Linked DNA regions of Capra hircus: region 2 is linked to region 1. The links are chromatin contacts, called in public Hi-C maps. All regions are on one chromosome and are shown on one strand. The core of a region is the stretch at or near the end of the contact, and the rest is flanking DNA. Distances in the headings are between cores, read along the strand shown. Region 1 has its middle 43 kb from the start of FBP1. Region 2 overlaps FANCC (Fanconi anemia group C protein).

Region 1 (5,015 bases), core at 1,181-3,680:
CCGTGCATTCTATCTGGGTGCAGTATCAGCATTTGGCTCACTCCCCAGTGTCCTGGAGAAACCCCAGGCAGGGATTCTGGCCCAGGAGTGGAGACCTGGGCCCTCAGTGGTCATCTGTTACTCACTCAGCCGAGGGAGGGGACCTTTGGATTCCACATCTGTAAAGTACTGGGAGTTGGAGCATCTCTTAGCCCTTCTTGTTAACTTCTTTGGTTCTATAATTTTAAGCTCACCAGCATTGGTTAACTCCTGATTGAATTCTTCTAGTTTTGATTAAGACATGAGCAAGTATTGGGAGCCTCTTCTTAAATGCCTAGGTTGTGTAGTTCATGATGGTTAGTGTGTGTTTTGCTTGAACAGTGCAGCAGTCCTCACAGTACTTTTGTGGACTCATAAGTGGTTGGGAAAGGCAGGGCGCTGTCAGCATTTACCCATTCATTCAACGAAACGTCTATGTACCTATTATTTGCCAGTCATTGTTTTGTGGACACATGAAAGTAAAGAAAACTCCCTGATCTTTATATTTTGGGGGGATAGAGAGAAAGACAGACAGTAAGAAATAAACCTAATAACAATCTGGAAATATATTAGAAGGTATTGGTAGAGTGGTGAAAATAAATCAGGGTAAGATGCTAGAAAGCCCATAGTAATCCAGACTCTTCTGACCACTTCTTGTAGTTCCCAAGGTACACGTTGCTCCTCTCTAGGCTTCCCTTCTGGCCTTTGACGAAACCCTGCAGGCCGCATTGATTCCACTGTGTGTTCACCAGCCACCAGGTCCTGATGGCAGCCATGGCGAGTGTACTATCGCAGGTCCCATAAGGCAGAAAACAGTTACTCCTGCAAACTTGCACCCATTGGAAATGACAGGATCCACAATTTACATATTTGGCTACATCTAGGCATTGAGCACATACATACAGAGGATAAACACTAGGAAAGCATTTCCTAACTTTTTTGAAACAATTTCCTTATTTTATGCTAAAAGCTAGCCTCAGAAATTCCAACAAATGTAGGAGGCGTCAGAAGTACCAAATTCTCTTACACTTGCTATAGCCAGTGGCTCTCCAAGTGTCCTCCTAGCAAGTAGCATCAGTATGACCTGGAAATTTGTTCGGGCTGCAAATTCTCTGGATCACGTCAGGCTTACTGAACCAGAAACTCTGGGATAGGGCCCAGCATTCTGTGGTTTAATAAACCCTTCATGTGATTCTGATCCAAGGTTATGTCTGAGAATCACTGCTAGACCATACTTATAAAAATAATTGATAATAAAAATAATGTTTTATAGTTTTAATAGTCATTTTCTCACTTGAACTATGCTACAACAGAGCAGAATCAGCATAGCAGACATGCACATGAAAAAAATCAAAACAAAACGAATGAGGCTATTTAGGCACAGAGAGGTTAAGTGAGTACCCCAGGATCACACAGCCAGTAAGCACTGAGGAAGTAGTGTTCTGGTGTTCTGTTTTCTTGCTCCTTCTGATCTCTCTCATTTCATTCTTTCTCGGCTCTCCCTTCTTCACCTGCAGTTTATGTATACTGGAACTGAGATGCCTACCTTATACCCTCAGCTCAGCAGGGGACAGAAAATTGAGATTATAGTTAATCGGCAAAATACTGTGGACAAAAATCTCCAGTGTCTGAACTGTAAGTTACTTCAGGGGAGGGGCTTAGCGTTGTAGTTCAGTGTTTCTCTAACAAGAGAAGGTCTTGCAAAGTTGGAAAATATTCGCTCCAAGTGGCCTCTCAGGCTAGTTAGTGGTCTGACTGCTGTTCCCAGAATCTTTCACAAAAGTGTCTGAGCCCAACACTTGCCATTGTACCAGCAGGATCTACAGGCTGGTAGGAACCTGTCCTTGTGGATGGTGTGGTTTTGTGATCCACACTGCCACCTTCTGGGGATCTCACCCATAGCCAGCTGTTCCACTGAGAGCCAACGTCCCAAATCAAAGATGAGTCCGCTTATCTCCACTGGACTCATTTCAAAGAGCTGAAAAGACAGCGATGATGTTGACAGTAAAACACAGAAGCTGTTGCAGTTTTCTGAGGGTCTCACTGTTTCAAAAGCGCGTCCCGTAAAGAACAAAAGCAACAGCTAATCAAACGATAAGAGAGAAGAAAATACGATACACAGGAGGGTAGTACTACTATTTTTAAGAGGCAGAAGTGGGTGGAACGGCCATGGGGAAAAAGAGAAGAAAACTTGAAAACATATGATCTGCAATGATAGGCTCTGGAACGTGGGATTATGAACACATTTTCTTTGTTTTCCAAAATGTTTGCAGTATATGGTTTGTAGGGTGTATCGTGGGCTCTATTGGTTTGCTAGGGCTGCCGTTTAACAAAACACACGCAATGGATGCCTGGAAGCAACACGAACGTATTCTTTCACACTCTGGAGACCAGAGGACGGCGGGGGCCGGGGCGGGGGCCGGGGCGGGGGCGGGGAGATGTCAGTAGAGCTGGGCTTTCTCAGGAACTCTAAGGGAGAATCTGTTCCATGACCTTCTCTCAGTTTCTGGTGTCACTGGCAGTGCTTATCACCCCAAACTCTGCCTCTTCTGTCCCCACGTGGTGTTAGTTCTCCCTGTGTCTTTTCTCCTCCTATGAGGACACCAGTCATATTGGATTAGGGCCCACCTTACTCCTCCATGAGCCCATTTTAGCTAATTACCTTTGCCGTGACCCTAGTTCCAAAGTCACATTCTGAGGTTCTGGAAAGTGCAGGAATTGTGGGGTCACGATCCAATCCAGCACATGGTCACTGGGTTCAGACAACGGCTCAGCTACCAATGAGCTGTTTCACCTTGACAAGTTGCTGACTTTCTGAGCATCCCTTTTCTCGCCTATAAAGTGAAGCCAAGAATACCAACCCCACAGGCCCTTTGAAAGAATAACTATAAAGGACTTAGCATATACCTGGAGCAGAGTAAGTTCTCAGCAGGAGACAGCTATTTCACTCAAAAAGAAAAAAAAAAGCATAACAAATTTAAAGAGATGGGGGAAGAGGGACAATCTCTGGACCAAAACACACCATTTAAATCAAGAGGACTTTGGAGAAAACAGCTTACACCTTTCTCACACATTATATTTGATACTTACTGAAAAAAGCAAAATATTGAATTTAGCTCAGGAGATACTGGGTTGTAGGATAACATTTAGGTCTGTTTCAGTCTCATGTGAGAGGACCCCATGGACTGCAGCCCACCAGGCTCCTCTGTCCATGGGATTCTCCAGGCAAGAATACTTGAGTGGGTTGCTATTTCTTCCTCTAGGGATACTTCTCATACCCAGGGATCAAACCCTGGTTTCCTGCATTGCAAGCAGATTCTTTACTATCTGAGCCACCAGGGAAGCCCCCAGAAGGGAGACACTGTATAAAATCTGTGTACCTGCTTCTCCCTTTCCTGTCCCCCATCCCCACCCCAGCCTTCTAACTCTGCATGCCTGACTCTCCAGACCTAGGCTCATTCTAGCTTAACTCCAGGAATGTCCAAGACCTCTGATATCAATAGAAGGGAGCTGTAAGGTCCACTTGGCAGAAAGTAGCTCCTCATCAATCTGATTAAAGTCAGGGATTGGGGATTTAGAGATAGGTTATCTGGGAAGACCATGATATTGACTTACTAGAAATTATTACTACTTTAGGACGCATTTGTTTTCCGAGAAATTAGAAGCTCAAGAGACTAGGACATTCTCAGAGAATAAGAAATTTGAACAAATTCCAGAGGCTGACTTGTGGCAAGGGTCCTTGTTTACCTGAGGAAAGGTAGTAACTGAGAAAAAAGACCTGAGGCATTAACTGTGGTATTTACATGTGTAAAATGTTTCATGGCTCCTCCAAAAATGCCCATGTGGCTCTGTGTCTACATATGTTTACAGAATGTGTAAATAAATATGAGTAGAATATGAAACACATGTGCCTGTGTTTATAAAATACGTATCCACTTATGCTAATGAAATTACTTCCATCTGAAAATAAATGGTCATTGTCTGCATAAGAACTAGGAATTAGGGAGATTCCTGGAATTTTTATCCTCACATTTGGAGAAACTGAGTCACTATTGTAATGTTTTTGTCATGAAAGGCAAGAAATGTGGCTTATGTCAACATTGAAAACTTTAATGTTTAAAGAGCAAGTAAAGTTGGAAAGAGCTATTCTCAGAAATCCTATTTTCATAACAGAGGAAATTTAAACTCAAATTCATTGCAGTAAGCATCCCATGTAGTCACATATCCACTATTAGCAGACTTCTCCAGGCATTCCAACAATGTGATGTGCATAAAAATCTCTGAGGATTTTGTTTAAAATGCATAATTTTGTTAATTATATTAATCATGTAGTAGATTATGTTTGTAGTATGTATTTATCTTATAACTGTAAGTATGTACCTTGCCTGGAAGTACTCTTGCCTGGAAAACCCCATGGGCAGAGGAGCCTGGTAGGCTGCAGTCCATGGGGTCGCTAAGAGCCGGACAGGACTGAGCGACTTCACTTTCACTTTTCACTTTCCTGCATTGGAGGAGGAAATGGCAACCCACTCCAGTGTTCTTACCTGGAGAATCTCAGGGACAGAGAAGCCTGGTGGGCTGCCGTCTATGGGGTCACACAGAGTCGGACACGACTGAAGCGACTTTGCAGCAGTAGCAGCATGTACCTTTTGCCTGTCTTAATCCACTTTATATACTGGACGTATCCAATATATAATCAACATTGCTGTATATTATATACGGGACTTCCCTGGTGGCTCAGGCAGTAAAGAATCTATCTGCAACACGGGGGACTACCTGAAATGCAGAAGACTCAGATTCAATCCTTGGATTGGGAAGATCCCCTGGAGAAGGAAATGGAAACCCACTCTAGTATTCTTGCCTGGGAAATTCCATGGACAGAAGAGCCATGGACAGGATACAGTCCATGGAGTCGCAAGAGTCGAACACAATTTAGCAATAAACCACCACCACCCATATTATATATGAAAGTTGTTAGCAGAGTAAATCCTAAGAGT
Region 2 (5,015 bases), core at 1,752-4,251, 530 kb before region 1:
GCTGAGCTGAGGCTTGTATTGGGGGCAGGGTGTGTCTGTCTCTGCATACAGCACACTGAGGTTGGCTTTACAACCTCCACCTAGATAACTTCTGTTTGGTTAATCCAGTTAGAATATAGGTTTTCTCTCTCTTTCAAATTGGAGGCTGTATGTGAGAATCATAATTGAATCTGCTGCCTTCTTCCTATATCCCAGATCTCTTTTTGGGTCCTGATCAGTCCCTACCAGGTCAAGGGTGTGACCGTGGCCCTGCTTACCTTTCCCCTGTCTCCCAGGCTCCTCTTTGCCTTCCCATCTTGGGGCCTCCAAGTGGACCATGGATAGGGTCACAGTGACCAGCAGCCATGCTGCGTTCATCTATAAGTTAGCTGGCCCAAATCAAACCCTACTGATTTAGACATTTACAATATTTGATAGAAAAAAAAGAAAAGAAAATAGATATAACGATTGAAAGAGTCCAAAGAGAAAGAGAGATACTTTTAGGGAAATTCTGCTTGAATTCATCTTTCAAAACAGTTGCATTTTTTAAAAAAAAGTTGCATATTAAGGTGAGAAATAAGAATGTACCGTATATAAAAATAACTATAATATTCAAAATAAACAAAGGCTTTTAGAAGTCCTGGCAGCCCATTCCAAACATTACCTTTATTGTCAGGTAAATCTATTTCTAACTGAAAGATACATATTATAGTTTCATTTTCTCTGGTCCTTTTTCAGTGGTAAAATATAGTAACTGAGCTATTTCCTTGCTTTCAAGGTCCTTATAAAATTTTCTTTAAGTCTTCTCTCTATGGAAAAATTCCAGTTTCATCGCCCTAAGTTGATTTGATTCTGCAAACTTGTGATTCTTCTCTAAATCTTCTTTGTGCCCTTTTTACCTGTGGTCCTCAGGCCTGAGCCTGTCATTAAACCCAGGATGACAGAGAGAGAGAGAAAGCAGGCATTCCTGTTAAACATTGCATTGTATAACCTTCAGTCTCCAGTTTACGGTTTAAAATCATTTCCCCCCAAACAGTTTTGAAGTCAGTTGATTTACAAAAGCATTTATCAGGATCATGTGTGTAGAGATTCAGAGCTTCCATTATGGTTAAAGGGGGATTTCAGAGGGTGCTATTGTGTTTAATTTATTGTGGCATCGGCAGGATGTAACCCCTCTGTTGCCTTATGGTTCAAGGAGGTAATTACAATACGGAGCTGCAAGTCCTTGATTGGCGTGGGCTGCTCTCCTCAGGATCCTGGGCCCGCAGTGCCACACAACCAAGCAGGCTGGAATAAGCCTGTGACGTGACCGAGTGATTGGAAGGGTAACCTGAAGAACGTGCTTCCTGATTGCATCATCTGCTTCACTTATCAGAGCACGGTATCTCGCGGCCCTGACGGGACCCTGCTGAAGTATCAGAAAGATCTGGAAGACTCGGATAGGACAGGACTGCTGTGCTTTCCTCTAGAAGTAACTTGATGCCTATTACATTAGAGTTGGATTCTGAGAGTAATTAACGTGTGATGGTCTAGTAACTTGTGTTTTATATGGAGCACTGTTAATTATGTTTCCATCTCTTGGGACTATCCAAAATTAGCCCTAGAAGTTCTATAATTACCAAGATGTTGCAAAAACAAAAGATAAACGTGTTGTACAGGTTGTACAAAGTGAAATGATCTCTCCAAATGTTCTGTGGCGTCTCAGGGCCTCCAGGCTGGGTATTTTCCATTAAGACTATGAATAATAAGGTGTTGACCTAATAGTCACCTGAATTCTAAGTGCATGTGTATGTTTTTTGACTTCTAAAATAAAAGGAAAATTTCAAAACCTGTTTCTTTTTGAGGCTCCTGTTTGACTCTCTTAGGCTGGACCTCCCCCAAGTCTATGGCCACCTGCCACATTTGATGCTCCTAAATAAATCGAGGTCTTAGCCTCAGTTTGTCATCTACTGAGCAGACTGACACTTTGCAAAAGCAGATGGTCTTGTGTTTCCCTTGACAGAACAGGCAATGGAAGACCATAATCCATAGCTTCAGACCTGACCTTAAAAACTCATGTCACCAACAACAGTGAAAGCCACTTGCTAATTATGCAGCTTTCTTGGCACTGTTTGGTTTCCCAAGGCTGGCCCCAAATCAGAAGGATGTTATATTTTCCAGTTACAATGCTGTTTGTGGAGCCCAGAAAGCTATTGTTCATATTCTACATCTGAATGAAAAGTGCTGGCTGGGTGGCACTGTGTTGGGCTGCCCTGCTGCATGCCCGGGCTGGGATATACCCTGGTTCCCATGCCCTCCCGTTCGATCCTTCGTTGGCTGGCCTCACATGCCGCCTGCCCCTCTAGCTGGGTCCAGAGATTTGCTCACGAAAGAGCGCAGTGGGAGGGGAAGAAAGGGGGATTGGTTTTGTTTATTAAGATTTTAAATCAGGAAACACTCCTGGTGTTTCTCTTCATAGCTCCACCAAAATTAGTTCTTTATCTTGTCAAGTGTACCTCAATAAAGATAGGGTTAAAAAGTAGTTCTTAATCTAATAAGAGCTTAAGAATAACAAACCTGCAGATAACTCTGTCCTCCTTGACCTCCCTCATATGAGATAAGATGCATTCTTGTTTCCATTCTCCAGATAGTAATCATAGCCACTTCAAAAAGAAAAAGAGACTTATTTTACGCTGAACTCCAAACACAGTTCCCCTTTAATAAAAGATTATACCGAAGAATTAACTCTACATCCTGGGTGATGTCATTTTTCTCTGCTTGAATAACTTCTTACTAATGTTCTAGGGTTTTTTCTTTTCCTGCTTTCTCATTAGCAGTCTTTTAAACATTTCTTTTTTTCTTTGAGCTCTTTAATGTGATGCATGTAATTTAACAAAAGCTAAAGTAGACAATTTAGCAGTGATCGAGTAGAGAAGTGTGGAGGTGGTTTATGCTTGTGGCTAAAAGGTAAAAAGAAACATCTCAGACAATAACTGCACTTTCCAGCATCGACCTCAGGGGGGCACCAGATCACCCAGCACCGTAAAGAAAAGAGACCTAGATGGCAAGTTCTGTTTTCACTGTTGGGAGGCAGGCCTTGGCAGCCAGTCAGAAATGAAGAGAGAAACAAAAAACAAAACAAAACAGGGCAGTAGTTGACCCAGAAGGTCACTGCCACTCAGAGACTGAGCCAGGAAGCAGCAGGGGGCTGAGGAGCCGTCTTCCCACCCAGGCTACACAGGCCAAGGGGAGAGAGGCCGCTGGGCCAGGCGAGAGGAGGAACTTGAGGTTTGGGGGACTTTGCTGGCTTCCAGAGCTAGCATCCTGTGTCTTAACGTTCTCAGACAGCGCGGGTAAATTTAAAACACAAAAGTACATTTGGTACTTGTTAAGGTTTTTTCTTTTTTTTTCCTTAAGCCCAGAAATGACAGATTTATCACTAATTAAACAATAATTTCATTATAGAGTACTAAAAAAAATCCTGGTAGTATAAACAACATCTGGTAAAGATTAAAAAGAAAGAATAGTTTTTCCAAGCTCAAATTTGATGAAAGTAACACAAATGTTTTGAAACAAAATAGATCTTAAAGTGCAAAAGGGATATTTACAGTCTTAAGTTCAGTATTTTGAAAGTAGAAAAGAAGAAAATGGCATAATAAAAAATACATGTTTATAAAGGTGCCTTATTTTATATGACAGATATGAAAAATTTTTATATAGGTAGTTTTTTTTAGACCAAATTGTTTTTGAATTCAAGAGTCTATTGAAATGAAACTTACAAAGAATTTTTTTTAAGAGGAGTGTTATTTTTTGATGAATAGTCACCTTTTAATTTACATACATAGATTAATGCAAGGGCTCCTGCCTCTCAAGGGTTTGGATGAGTCAGATACACAGTGAGATATGTTGCTGGCCATAAAAATAGACCATGAAAGAGAATCTATCTCAGGCTTACCGAACTTCAGTTTATCTCTCACCTGAAACTTCTCTATTTTTTAGGAAAAATATGTGTAAATGGTGATAAATGAAGAAGGCTTGAGAATTTTGTTTCCATGTCTACACTGCCTTTTTGTTTTTTACAAGAGGAATTCACTTTTCTCAGTGAATTACCTCAAATCATAGTTTAATTTCCCTTTCTGGCTTGTATTCTCTCTCTCCCCTCTCCCCATACTCTTTCCGTCTCACGCAGATTCATAAAATGATAGGAAAAAAAGGAAAGATTTCCTCCTGAGAATTCTCAGGTGGCTAGTAATAATCGTTGATGAACTGGGATGAAAATAACAGGTTAGGCACCAGGGAGGGCTTCTCTGGTAGCTCAGCAGTAAAGAAGTCACCTGCAGTGCGGGAGCCGCGGGTGACATGGGTTCAGTCCCTGCGTCAGGAAGATCCCCTGGAGGAGGGCATGGCAACTCACTCCAGTATTCTTGCCTGCAGAATCCCGTGGACAGAGAGGAGCCTGGGGCTGCGGTCCCTAGGGTCACAAAGAGTTGGGTCACAACTGAAGTGACTTAGCACGCGTGCATAGACACCAAGGATGGAGAGTGAGCATGGGTGTTATTTGTGCAGTTCATGGTACAGAGTGGCAAGCCAGCCGCCTCCTTACCTCTGCTCACAAAGCAGCCTAGCAAATGCAGCGCTGCATACTTCTCTGTGTGGCTTAGCCTTCCCTTGTTTGTTTTTTTTTCTTCTGAGCGGTGAGAATGGGCTGTCCACCTGGGCAGAGAAGAAACAAGCAGTGCAGTCCTGGGTAGCTGTAGAAGAGGGAAGGGAGTGTGCCCTCCAGAGCAACCTGGCCCATAAGCAAAGGAAACCAGAGTCCAGACTTTTCCCGCTTCTGTTCATCCTCTGACACTCAGAGGACTGGGGGCAGTGTGAGAGAAGGGAAGAAGGGCACAACCGCTGTTACTGAGGGCCTCCTGGGAATGAAGTTTCCCTAGACTTGAAGTAATCTGTACATGGAAATCGTTAGACCAGATGGAGAAGAGAAGAGCTTGAGAAGGAACAGATTTTGGTAGGATGGGGAAAAACAGACAAACAGATGGAACCCAAGAAAGGTT

The links. A called contact is a pair of places that touch in the nucleus more often than the background predicts.
Region 2: a contact with region 1 is called in a Hi-C map of blood, with 2.6 times the contacts expected there. The contact joins two enhancer-like sites. A contact is called at or near these places in 2 of 5 Hi-C or Micro-C datasets (both in blood).

What each region holds. Positions count from the first base shown.
Region 1 is chr8:80,925,271-80,930,285 of ARS1.2, reverse strand. No RefSeq gene overlaps it. Among named protein-coding and RNA genes, the nearest start is that of FBP1, 43 kb to the right of the region's middle. Within about 2 kb of position 2,430, at least 1 of the 5 cell types and tissues checked has an H3K27ac peak or open chromatin away from gene starts, as enhancers often do.
Region 2 is chr8:81,457,522-81,462,536 of ARS1.2, reverse strand. All of the region lies in intron 8 of FANCC (Fanconi anemia group C protein), which reads left to right. Among named protein-coding and RNA genes, the nearest start is that of MIR24, 51 kb to the right of the region's middle. Within about 2 kb of position 3,001, at least 4 of the 5 cell types and tissues checked have an H3K27ac peak or open chromatin away from gene starts, as enhancers often do.